Regions from separate parts of the Cricetulus griseus genome. Here region 1 is linked to region 2. Evidence: chromatin contacts called from public Micro-C data. All regions are on one chromosome and are shown on one strand. Each heading gives the region's core, a stretch centred on a gene start, on an enhancer-like site or on the middle of the called end of the contact. The rest is flanking DNA. Distances are from core to core; before and after follow the strand shown.

The links. A called contact is a pair of places that touch in the nucleus more often than the background predicts.
Region 1: a contact with region 2 is called in a Micro-C map of the CHO-K1 cell line, with 3 times the contacts expected there. The contact joins the promoter of Nenf here to the enhancer-like site in region 2. A contact is called at or near these places in 4 of 8 Hi-C or Micro-C datasets (the CHL-YN cell line, the CHO-K1 cell line and fibroblasts).

Annotation. Positions count from the first base shown.
Region 1 is chr5:3,719,053-3,725,856 of CriGri-PICRH-1.0, reverse strand. Nenf (neudesin) reads right to left here and starts at 5,146. Exons shown (of 4, transcript XM_027418685.2): 1 at 4,741-5,146. The coding sequence starts at 4,914.
Region 2 is chr5:3,532,621-3,539,104 of CriGri-PICRH-1.0, reverse strand. It overlaps Dtl (denticleless protein homolog), which reads left to right. Exons shown (of 15, transcript XM_027416523.2): 12 at 3,722-3,811; 13 at 6,122-6,257. Among named protein-coding and RNA genes, the nearest start is that of Dtl, 22 kb to the left of the region's middle. Within about 2 kb of position 2,849, at least 1 of the 6 cell types and tissues checked has open chromatin away from gene starts, as enhancers often do. A contact at or near this core is called in the CHO-K1 cell line, where this site is marked.

The DNA of each region.
Region 1 (6,804 bases), core at 3,897-6,396, 180 kb before region 2:
AGTGACGAGCAGGGGAGAGGGGAGAGGAGCGACGAGCAGGGGAGAGGGGAGAGGAGTGATGAGCAGGGGAGAAGTGTGAGGAGCAGGGGAGAGGCACTGGCTCTCTGTACACAGGAAGTGAGGACTGCTTCCCACAAGCTAGGTAAGCAGTGTGGTAGGTCCCAAGGCTTGACCCTGGCAGGCTCTCACCACCTCTCAGGCAATTCGCCAAATTCACCCATTCACCAAAGCTCAGGGGTCATAAAGCGCCATGGAGAAAGTGTGGCAATGCGAAACAGTCAGGACTGGAAGCAGACAAGAGAGCCAGGCATGGTGGTGCACTCCATACTCTCAGCATTCAGGAAGCAGAGGCAGGAGGATCAGAGGTTCAAGGTTAGTCTCAGCTACTTATCAAATGAGACTAGCCTGGGCTACGTGAGACCCTATCTTAAAATAACAAATAAAATACAAATCAAAAGAATGGAAAATTCCTGTCACCAACAGACGCACATGGGTCATGCATGCTAGTGACCCACTTTTTATTTTGCTTCTTAAAAAAAAAAAAGATTTATTTGGTCCTGGAGAGATGACTCCATGGATAAGAGCACACTGGCTGTTCTTCCAGAGAACCTGGGTTCGATTCCCAGCACCTGCATGGCAGCTCACAACCATCTGCAACTCCAATTCCAGAGACTCTGCTAACTTTGGCCTGGGTGACAGCCACCTTCTTGGGTGAATGCCCATGAGAACAGCTGCACTGTTAAGCCCCCACTCCCCACTGCACTTGTTCAGTGACAACCTCCTTCCCGTAAACCTGGACCACTTTGACAATCCGCTGACCTCTGAGGGTTCCTCGTACAACATGACCTTTGCCATCCTTTCAAAGGGCATTGATGGACATTATACTCAGCTCTCTAGAAAGAGGGGAGACATGACCTTCCTCCCCACGTGGAAAGGGACATTGGAATGCCTCTTCCAAAGTCACAAAGGGATTGAACACCATTCTGGCTGCTGCCACTCAAGAGAGATGAGAACAAAATGGAAGAGCCCAATTTAAGTTTTAAGAATTGTAAACTCAAGAAGAATCAGATAACCAAGAAGAAAAACTGATATTTTCCTAATGGAAAGTATCTTAAGTGTAATCCGGCTAGATGAGGGTAGCTCTCACCTTTAATCCCAGCATTCAAGAGGCAGAGGCAGAGGCAAAGGCAGGCAGATCTCTGAGTTTGAGGCCAGCCTGGTCTACAGAGTGAGTTTCTGGCCAGCCAGAGTAGGCTGGCTGTTTTGTCAACTTGACATAAGCTAAAGACATTTTGGAAGAGGAAACCGCAAATGAAAAATATCCATGTAAGACTGGCCTATAGGCTAGTTTGTGGTTCATTTTCTTGGTTGATGTGGGAAGGACCAGCTCACTGTGGGCAGTGCCACCCCTGGGCTGGTGGTGCTGGGTGCAATAAGAAAGCAGGCACAAGCGTGAGGAGTGAGCCATTGGGCAGCACCCCACCTCCCAGTGGCTTCTGCTTCAGTCCCTGGCCCCAGGTTCCCGCTCTACTTGAGTTTCTGCCATGACCACCTTCAGTGAATGGAATATGACCCAAAAGTGTAACATGAAATAAACCCTTTCCTCCCAAGTTGCCTTTGGTCATGGTCATGATGCTGCATCACAGCAACAGAAACTGTAAGGCACAGGGCTAAACAGTGAGACCTTGTCTCAAAATGCAATTCCACATTGTTCACAGAAACTTTGAAGTTAAAACTGGAAGGAGTCTAGAAGATGCTTGAACACTTTCCCTACGGGTGAGGCCGTTAGTTGTGCATATGTGCAGAGGTGTGTGTGTGTGTGTGTGTGTGTGTGTGTGTGTTGAGAAACTGCCTGCTATGTAACCTAGGCTAGCCTTGAACTCAGTTCTCCTGAGGCCCTGCTGAGTAAGGCTGTTTGGACCCAAGGAGGTTAAATGATAGAGTGACTCAGAGGGGAAGGCAGGACGGACCACAAGTGGAGCTTTGGAACACAAGGTTCCTCCCGCCCTCTCTCATGACCACCAGAGGGCATCCTTAGCCCAGAGAGAACTTGCCGGGATGTAGGGGAGAGTAGGGGCTCACAGTTGGTGCTCCAGGAGAGCATATGCATGGCAGGAGGGACAAGCTTTCCCTTCCCTGTTCTTCACCTGGGTCATACAGTGACCTCACCATCTGGTCTTTCTGCCTGTCTCTGGCCAAACTGAGGTCAATGGCAAGGCCTCATAGCTCCAGTGCAGGGGCCATGGAAGTGCTGGGCAGAGAGCAAGGAAGTAGAGTCTGGGCACAGCTGGCAGGCGGGCTTAGCCATTGGCCTGAGCTCTTGTGCCTCACCACCCTCTGGGCCCAGGCCAGGGCTGAGCCAGACCAGCTCCTCAGCACCCCTCTGTGGAAAAGAGGGAACCTGCTATGGGTGGGTTTTTTCAGAGAAAACTCTGCCCTCCTGGGGTGAGGCCATGTTCTTCTAACCTCAGGCAGCACCCATGACGTATCTGTGGGTCACAGAACAGGGATTTGTCAACGGACTAAAAGGGATAGGAGAAAATAGTGGAAAGGCAAAGAAAACAGAAGTGTCCAGGTCTAAGATTTTCCTTCAACATTCTCGTTAACTTTCATACAATCTAATAAGGCTGGCAGCAGCTGACACTGCTCAAGGGTCGCTGTGCCAAGCACTTTGTGTGTCCCCAGCTCTTTCATCATCACAAAATGCCTGTGACGGGGAGGAGCTCACTGTAACCGTGTGATGAGTTTTACACAGCCACCCAGAAGTGCTACCAACCAAAGTTTATCAGTACTCAGCCAGGTGATGCAGAGACGCCATCTGCAGGCAGGTGACTTTACATAAAGTCACCACAGATAATCTGCATGGATGTGGCCAGCCCCAACCCACCAAAAGGCCATGAGGGTCCCTGAAGAAAAAGGAACCCCACCTGGGCGGGCATAGTGGTACCTGCCTTAAGATCTCTAGGAGTTCTCCGGGCACCCGGTCTACATAGTGAGTCCAGGATAGCTAGAATTACATAGTGAGACAACACTATGTCTCAACAACCCCTCCGAGGGCGGGAGGGAGGGAGGGAAGGAAGGAAGGAAAGAGAGGGGAGGCAGAACCACCTGCTGGAGAATTCCAGCCTCCTTCCTGGTCCAGCCTGGCGAGTTAGCCAGCCCCACCATCTACAAACTGTTGTAATAACATCTCCCCCTCTCTCTGGTGCCAACACAGTAAGTTGAAATTATGGCAGCTGTGAGACTTAGTAACTTGGCTCAAATCACAAAGCACAGCAGGAATGCAAGCCAGGTACCATCCAAAGGTTTCAGGTTTTGAGTGACCAAATAATACATCGCATTATTATTATGCTGTGGTGGGGGCTACTGGTAATTTCTCAGGATCCAAAACTTAGACCAGAGCTGTTTCCGGCACGCTCAGCCCTACTATTCTTCCCAGGGTACTCTTAGGATTCTGCCCCAAGTTATGCCTCTCTACCCTAAGTTTCAATCCCCAATATGATTAATATAAAAACTAGGGTCTTTCTCAGCCCTTGGCCTGCAGTCTCTGGGTCTGCCTTTCCTTGGAGTGTGTGCTGGGGGTGGGGCCAAGATACAGATGAATGCAAAGAACTCTGCAGAGGGCCATACTCCCAGGTTCTTTGCACCATCTCTTCCCCTTGAATTCGCTCTTTCCCGCAGCAGCAAGTGATGAGGAGCCAGTCACCCACTAGAAACCGTGGGTTCTTCCCCAGCTATTCTGGATGCTCCCATGCAGAGCGATCCACAGAAACCATACTGCACACCCAGTGCAGGCAGCCAGACACCCCCATCCGTTAGGGAGGAATGGAACGCCTCAGTAGGTTGCTAAGCTGTTTTCTGCACACATCTGCACCAAGAGCTCCCTCCGGCTCTCCCTTAGCACCAGTCACACCCCCGGACACACACACACATCATGTCCGTGTGTCCTCGCGGACCCATGTGTCTAAACGAGTGGCTCTCAACCTTCCCAACGCTGTGAGCTTTAATCCCCAACCATAAAATCATCATGACTGTCACGTGGCTACTGTTATGAATCATAATGCAACTATCTGTGTTTTCAGATGGTCTTAGGGGATCCCTGTGAAAGAATCGTTTGATCCAAAGGGGTCGTGACGCACGGGTTGAGAACCGCTGGCCTAAGCAGTCACTCATAAGGATATGCTTTGGAGTGACCCTTGTATATCTGGTCTATGGAAGGCCGGCTAACACACAGGAGAGGCCAGAGAGATTCAGCAAAGCAACACCAGTCCCTCCCTCCTGAACCACCGCGCACTTCAGTTTCCCCATGGGTAGAGGCAGGGGATTCATTCCTAGAAAGCACTGCAATGCCATGGGTGTGTGTGTGTGTGTAGGCGTTGCTTCCCCCTCTGTATTCATCCCCCGCGGACCCAGACACTAAATGGGGTTAGATGGATAGGTTTCAGAAAGCCTGGGACAGCCGGGGCAGGAAGAGAGGGCTGGGAAGGCCGGGATCATGCTGGCTCGCCCCAGCACCCCTGTCCCAGGGAGCGCGCGCTGGCTGGCCTCTCCACAAACGCAGGCCCTGTGGCCCTAGAAAGGTCTGAGGTCTGTGCTCAAAGCCACGGCGACAAGGCGGAGCGAGGGAAGTGTGGGGTGTGGCGTGAGGGCAACGCTCGGCCTCCACCAAGGGCCTCGCGTGGGGCCCCTGCCACGGGCTGGGGCCCGGGGACAGCAGCCGGCCCAGGCCGGGCCGCCTACCTCCTCGCCGCTGTAGCGGGCCAGCTCCTCCTCCGTGAAGAGCCGCACCGGGGGCCCGCGCTCCACGGGGCGCGGCGTGTGCCCAGCGCGGGCCGAGGGCACCAGGGTCAGAGCCAGCACCAGGGCGAGCGCCGCCAGCGGCCGCAGCCGCCACCCGGGCGCCGGGCACGCCATAGACCGCGAGGAGCGGGCGGGAGGACGGCGGGGCGGGGCGGAGCACCGTCGGCACCATGGGAGGAGCTCTGTAGGACACGGCCCAGCTTATTAACCGGCTTCTCTCTCGCCTCCTTTCTCTGAGACTTAGTACTACTATGTAGCCTATAATGTTCTTGAACTGGCGGTGATCCTCCTGCCTCAGCCTTCAGAAAACTGGAATTACAGGCAAGTGGCACCAAGCCCAGCTAACTTCCTTCCTTCCTTCCTTCCTTCCTTCCTTCCTTCCTTCCTTCCTCCCTCCCTCCTCCCTCCCTCTCTCCTCCCCCTCCCTCCCTCCCTCCCTTCCTTCTTCCTTCCAGGTTTTCACTCTAGTTTGTGTCTGCAGCAAGGCTACTCTTGCAGGAAGCCTCCTACCCTGGCTGTTTTATAGGACTGTGCTGCAACAAACACAATTGTGGCCTTGAAGAGGCTCTTCAGGCCAAACATAACTTGACAACATCGGCCCTACAGCACTCTGTCTGGCTGCTCCAGCCCCTTCTTCTGCAGGCCTATGTGCCAGGACCCTCTTGAAATCAAACGATCCTTCCTGGGATTTCTGATGACCACACCTAGCTGCCAACTTCCCAGAGACACTAAGGATCATTTTATAACTGATTAACATATCCACCAGGCACACTAGCATCTACCTGAACCCAGATTCTCCAGGTACCTCAAGTGCTCTCTGCTACTCAAACCCAGACTCATTTTTTTAAAAAACACTTGGAAGCAATAGTTATCTGTAGAGAAAATAGAAACTGAGGCTGGAGAGATGGCTCAGTGGTTAAGAACACTTGCTGTTATTCTAGAAGACCTGGGCTCAATTCCCAGCACTTACATGGCAGCTCACAACCGTCAGTAACTCCAGTCCCAGGGCTCTGATACCCTTTCTGACCTCTCTGAGCAACTGGCCCTTTCCCTTTCCTGGACCTGCCAATCTCAGACAGCACATCCTCTGGACTGAATTCAATGGAAATGCTGCTCTAAATACTTCCTGATAAATCATTTATCCCCTCATCCCCAGGATACAATTCCTTACCAATATCTCAGCAATGCCTTAGGGTTCCTTATTCCATGGTCAAGTTGGCAGACAAATTTAACCGTCACAAACAGGTAGTAATAGTGTCAGATTACCCATCAGGTAACTGAGGTCCAGGCAGGTTAAAGTAACTACCAAGACCACAGGAGTGGTCAGAACAGAACCAAGACTTGGGCATCTGGGTGCCCGGTTCCAGTTTTTGCTATTGGCCCTCTGGTGTCTCTGGGTGGAGTTTGAGTGGAGAAGTGGCATACAAGCCGAGGGCTCGGACAGCAGGCAGTGACAGGTTCATGTGCGTTTGGGAGTGGGGTCTGCTTCCTATGGCCACTGCACTGAAGGACCACAAACTGGATGATTTGTAGATGCATCCAATTTTTTGCCATTGTGACATAATGTTGTCATCTACAAAGCTCATGTTTGAGAACTGTCCAATCAAATTACAAAAAAAAAAAACCAATCAAATATTTTAACTAAGTTGGTGATTTTGTATTGGACTGGGTCCATAGCTGTCCCCAGGCACACATGGCCCAGGGATGGCATGGAGACCTGCAGCCATCATGTGAGTAACTGGACCCACTTTGGCTTGCTGGGCTATGTCACTTCAGGCTGCTTCTGTCGTCACATGGTATCCTCCTGTCTGGTCTTCATATCACTGTCTGTGGTGGTTTGAACTAGAACGCCTCCCATAGGCTCATATATTTGAATGCTTTGTCCCTAGTTGTTGGAACTGTTTGGAAAGGGTTAAGATGTGTGACTTTGTTGGAGGAGAGATGTGTCACTGGGGGTGGCTTTGAGGTTTCAAAGGATTTATGGAATTCTCAGAGTTTTCTCTC
Region 2 (6,484 bases), core at 1,600-4,099:
CATGACTATATATGTAACTAAATATATACATATGAATCTTCTTGTCAATTCTTAAAGTTGCTGTAGCATAGGATCCTTTTAAAATTTTATATTTGGTAAATGAGAATTGAGGGGTTACCCACTAGGTACTTGGTGTTTCTAGCCCATTCTTAGAGATTTCATCTGTGGCCACCACATCTATGGGTGACCTAATGGAATTCCCAGGCTTGGTTCCATGTCACCACCGAATGACGTGGTTTAGACAGGATGTTCTCCTGCCCCTCCGCACATAGCTCGGTGTGCAGGCCCTGATATTTGAGATCTTGGCCAGCTTACTGCTCCTAAAATTGAATTTGCCCAGTGAGATGGCATAATTTCTCTTTTTCCATTATTAAAAGAGGAGTTTAAAATGGGATTTCATGTAAGCTGAGTGTCCAGACAGCTGAGGTGTCTTCTTAACCTGCTTCATCTCTAACGGGTTAGATTAGGCTCTCATAGTGAATCTGTTCTTTACTAACAAAAAAGTTTTTTATGTTCTGGCAAAAGAGAATGGCCTTTTGTAGGATCCTCATGGCATGAAGACCCAAAATTCTAAAAAATAGAAACATTGAACATTGTGCTTTTTAATTTCCTACCCCGTGTCCACCCGTACTTCCCCCCTCCCCTTTCCCCTGTCAGTTTCTGATACAGCCACTGAATAGTATTGAAGTGTCTATAAATAAACTGATTTGGCACGACCATTCTGCCGCTGACTGGCGGAACCCCTAGCCTGACACTTTAGGAAGTGTTAATGATCTCATGGCAAAAATAAAGATTAGATCTGGTTTCCAATTGGGCAGAGTGGGAGATCTTGTGAGAAAAGTGCTGGTGGGTTCTGTGTGCTGAAGTACTCAAAGTGCTTTGTGAGGTCTAAAGGCTAGAGCCGTTTACTTCATTCACCAGGTGCCTCATAATTTTAACTTTTGGATTCCCGTGTTTTAAACATTCTACAAAAAGTAGAATATGTGAAAGAGGACAGTTTTCTGTTTAGGTTTTTTTTTTTTTTAATTTTAAAAAGTTTCCTTCCTACTCAATGAAAGCTTTTTAAGAATTAAGTAATTATGGTAATTTTTTATAATAAATTGAAATGGAATGAAAATGAATTCAAAACCATCTGGGTTTTATGAGGAAAAAATTTGTCTTATTTAAAGTAGTCAAAAAGTAAGTAGTCTACCTAAGATAGTCCTGAGCTGTTAAAGCTCTTGTCACCAAAAGTTGGCTCTGTCCCTTCTCCTTTTTATTAAAATAGAATCTAGGGGTCGGGTATAGTTGTTCGTACCTGTAATTACAGCACCTAGGAATTAGACACAAGAGGATTTCGGGTTTGAGGTGAGCCTGGGCAGGGCAAGCCTGTGTTTACAAGAAAATAGAAAGCTGTATTTAAGAGTTAAGAGTGTGGTGCCGTGGTTAGAGGGCTTGCTTAGCATGAGGGACACCCTGCACTTGATTCCTCAACATCACCAAATAGTTTAAAGTATACAATTCAGTATGATCACTGTTGTGCCATCTTTTCCACTATCTAATTCTTGAATGTCACACCAGGAGGGGAACCCTCATTATCCTGAAACAGTCTGTTCATTGCATTCCCCTAACAATTGCCACATTGTATATTCTTCCTCTCTGAGACATTTCATGTAAATAGTATCACATAATATATGACATTTTGTGTCTGACCTTAGTATATTATCCAGGTTTCGGCTTGTTACACAGTACTTCATCATTCCAAATGCTTAAGAATGTTCTATTTTATAGGCAAACCATATTTTATCTGCTTATCAGTTGATGGTCATTTTAGATGTTCAGAATTTTTTACTCTATTATTAAAAGTCTGCTGTCACCAATTTGTGTGTTTTTGCTTGAGCATATTTTCTACTCTCTGAGGAGGTATATACCGGAGAATAGAGTTGGTAGATCATATGATGCTTAATTGCATGTCTTTTTTTTTTTTTTTTTTTTTTTCTTTTGAGGTATCTTTATGTAAAGTGCCTGATTTATGAATTCAGTGAATAAATGCTGACTGTATGGCTTAATATTGCTTCTTTACCATCTAAAAGTTTTACAGGGGTCTTTTTCTTTGCAGCCCTATAGAAAAGTGCAGAACTGGGTGTGTTTCTGTTAGCAGATACTTGGTTTTTCCTAAGACTTTAATATTTTCTATATTCAGTTAGGTTGTCCTAGATACTGTGATATGGAAACTGAGAATGGATGGGGTCGAGGATGGCAGGAAGAAGTAATGTTTACCAGAGATGTTCACAGGGATGTGAGGATTTCCTCTCCCTTTAATCTGTTTGAGTCTTTTTTTTTATTATTAAGATTTTATTATGTATACAACATTCTGCTTCCATGTATATCTGCACACCAGAAGAGGGCACCAGATCTCATAACAGATGGTTGTGAGCCACCATGTGGTTGCTGGGAATTGAACTCAGGACCTCTGGAAGAGCAGTCGGTGCTCTTAACCTCTGAGCCATCTCTCCAGCCCCCTGTTTGAGTCTTGAGTAAAGAGAAACTTAATGGACTAGGGTCATCACAAACAGGAATGTGGCACAGTAAGAAACTATCTTTTAAAGCCCTTTCTAAAGTGTAGTTGTCTTTGAAAGAATGACTTGCAGTCTGTGGCATTGTAGAACTAGGCAATATCATGTATGTAGATTGGAGGCTGCCTTACCTGTTAATACATCAAACTTTCAGGGCAAACTAAACTCTGCCCTTTGTTTTTGTCATTTTAATCATTGCACACTTGCCAGGTAGCAGAGATAAGAGTAGCAATGATCGAGCTAGATAACCCCATGAGTCAGTGTTGAGTCTCAGCTGTAATTTGGGGAATCTGTTCAGCTGGCTTAGTCAGTGTCAGAAATATTCTTTCTAAAGTTGCTTTCACTTCATACAAATGATCCATGATTCAGAGTCTTGAGAAAATAGGGAATGTGTTCTCCAAGCTCCTTGCTCTTCAAATACATGTACTAAGAATAGCAGTGTGAGCTTGCACTCCTTATTGCACTGGCGTTCCTGTGTGCTGTAGAGGTGTTGATAGCTCTGTAATGAACTGTCTGTACAGTGCTATCAAGTGCCTATCACTGGAGACATCTAATGATGGAAAAATAGAATTCCTAGTGATGTGCACAGGGTTTCACAGTCTGACCTCAGTACATTAAAGATCTATTAAAATGTGGTGAGATTACTTGAAATTTTAAGTTGTCCTTCAAAGTAACCGAAAAGTTTGAATGAAAAAGTATAAATTATAGCTATGTCTGTATTCACATTGAAGGTTATCAAATTCAAAATGAAAGGATGATACTTTGGATTTTAGTCGTAGTCAGTGTGTTTTGCTGGGGGTGGGGGTGGGGCGCTGTCCTTATTCTAAAAGACCTGGTGGCCCTTTTCAGCTACCTTCAGGGTTCAGTTAATTTAATATTCTTGAAGTGGCTGATTATAGAAGATCTGGACGTGTCCATAGTGTAAAAACAGTACTGGAAGAAGAGAGCCCAGAAAGCTCAGTGACTGAGGGACAGTGCCAGCATGGCACTTCAGTTGGAGTAGGAGCTGTGTCTTGTGTTCGGGCTCATAGTCTTGACTGTGACTGTTGAATTAGACAGCTCTACCTTTGTTGACAACCCTAAAGACCTGAGACATTGGTAAGGAGACTCCAGACCTCTGTGGGGACTAACACTGTTGTGCTATTTCTTCTCTCTGGTTTGGCTAGGTTTCTATGCCCTGGCACCCTCCTACTGTGCTCCTGGGTCATTCTCAAGAGGTCACATCTGTGTGCTGGTGTCCATCGGACTTCACCAAGGTTTGTGGACGGTCTCCATAACTGGTTTTAAAAAGTGGATTCTAGATTTGTACATTTTCCCAAGGTTTATTTGGAAATAACAGAGTTTTATATTTAGACATTTAGAAGAATCCAGGATGTGTATTACACACACACACACACACACACACACACACACACACACACACACACACACACACACACATCCCTTCCCCCCAATTATTATATACAAAGGAGTAAAGCTGGATTTATAGTTCACTAACTAGAATGAAATTTTGAACTGAAGATTCAACTTAAAATCTGAAGTGAAGGTCTAGAGAGGTGGCTAGCTTAAAGAGGATGTGTGTTTGGTTGCTAGCACCCACATCAACTTGAGGTGGCTCATGGCTGCCCATACATAACTCCAGCTCCAGGGGAACCAGTACACCCGTCCTTCATGTGTGCCTGCTCTCACAGGCTCAGGTGTGCCCGCACACACATGCAAGAACTAAATCTAGGATGAAAACATAACAGGTGTCTGGGGAGAAGGCTCTGTGGGTAAGAGTACTTGCTATACAATCATGAGGACCTAAATTCAAATGTCGAGCACCAATTTAAGCTAGGGTAGCTACACATATCTATAACCGTGTCTCTGAAGTTAGAGAGGGGCACGCCAGGAGCCTGATGACCAGCCAGACTGCCCAGCTGCAGTGGGTGTGAGCTTCTGGTCTGGTTGGAGTCCCTGGCTCAGGAAATCAGGAGGAGACTTATAGAAGAGACCCAAGTCTTCCTCTGGCTTCTGTGTACCCATGTTACCCCACTCACATAAAACCCTCCGAAGCTCAGAGCACTAAATGAAAGTGTGAAGAGTCAAGGAAATTATCTAACAAAATGGAAATTCAATAGAGAAAAATGAAAAAGTAAGTTGGAAGCTAGTTTTTGTGCTTTTTACATATTACCGATGTACATTAACAGTAACATCTGACTATTTGCCACAATCTGTCTTCCTGCCCTGCCCTAGTCTCCCCGTGCTAGGGTTACAGAGGGTTACAGATGCACACCATGGTGCCAGCCTTCAAGGGAGATAGAGAATTAGAGGAAGCCAGGTGGTGGTGGGGGCACACGCCTTTAATCTCAGCACTCCAGAGGCAGAGGCAGAGGCAGGTGGATCCGTGTGAGTTCAAGGCCAGCCTGGTCTACATGAATTCCAAGACATCGACTGTTACATAGAGAAACCCCATGTGGAGGTTAGGGGCATGAAGGATCATATGTATGATACATGCCTATAAATACAATTATTGTCACTATAGCACTTGTTTGGTTCCAACATTTTTCGTTGAGAAGTGAAATATGTGTGTCTTCTTTTGGCCTCCCAGTAAGGGAAGGAAAATGTTGCCAGTCTCCTGGGGGCCACGACTTAAAAGAACATGTGTTCTTTTTTCCTTTCTGTTTAGTGACTGAAATAGAGAAATTATATAAACAAATGCTGGGGAACAGCTCTGGCATCAGTGGCCATTGGCCTCTAGCTCTTCAGGCTGGGCTTTCTCTGCCATAAAAGGCTTGGGACCAAGATCAGGAATGGTTGGATATTTTTAAAGGGGCAAAGGTTATTTTTAACTTCTTTCAGCCTAGTGAACTTTTTGTTTTCCTGGATTGCTCCTTTACCTATCTGAAAAAGCATTTCACAGGAATGGGTTCATTGTACTGCTGGAGTTACAAGCTAAGTCTGGTCTGGGAAATGTGTTCATTGTTTTAGCAATAAGATAAAGCATGCAGAATTTAGAAGAAATTGAAGTACTAATTGATCATTTCACAAAAAGAGAATAAAAAGGAATCTTAATTACATATAGTTATATAAAAGACGTAAGTTGCCTAGCTTCATAGACCAAAAGGAAATGAGCCTGTAATTGTAAAGCTATAGGTTAGGTGGGAATTGTAAGTGTTCTGGAGAGAGCCCTTTGCTGCTGTTGCAGAGGACCCAGACTCAGTTTCAGGCACACACAACCATCTTCATTTCCATATGATATGATGCTCTTCTCTGTTCTCTGCTGGCACACACATGTGTGTAATCAAAACACATGAAGTAAGTAAAGTTAAATCTTTTTAAAAATGAATTACTGGTAATAAGTTCCTTAGTAGAAAATATAATTTAAAAAAGAAACTGACATTTGAGTCATTGTAAAGCTAAAATGATTCTCTAACACAAAAGATGGAGGTAGATGATCTTTCAGATATCATCTGTGTTGTGTTATAGTAGTCAAAGTAAGTCGAGGTTCATGAGTCCTTAGGACACAACTACTTGTGATTTTGTTGTAAATCTTTGAAATTTACCATTCTTTCCCTGGTTCTTAGATTGCTACCTGCTCTGATGATAACACACTAAAAATCTGGCGCTTGAATAGAGGTCTAGAGGAGAAGCCAGGAAATGATAAACATTCCATAGTGGGTTGGACCTCTCAGAAGAAAAAAGAGGCGAAAGCTGGCCTAGGTAAGGACAGCATGTGTTTCCATGGTTTCCTTGGTGGCTTGAGTCCTATGGGAGGCTAGATTTGCCCTTGTTTTGTAGTATTTTTAAAGAGAAGCACCATCTTGGCATTTCTTAAAGGAGAACTGTCCTTTGTAACTGACCACTTCTTTGTCATCTATTAAGGGGCTCAAAAAAGAGTAATGGACATAGCAAATGTTCATGGACTGCCATGTGTTGTGTACTCCTAG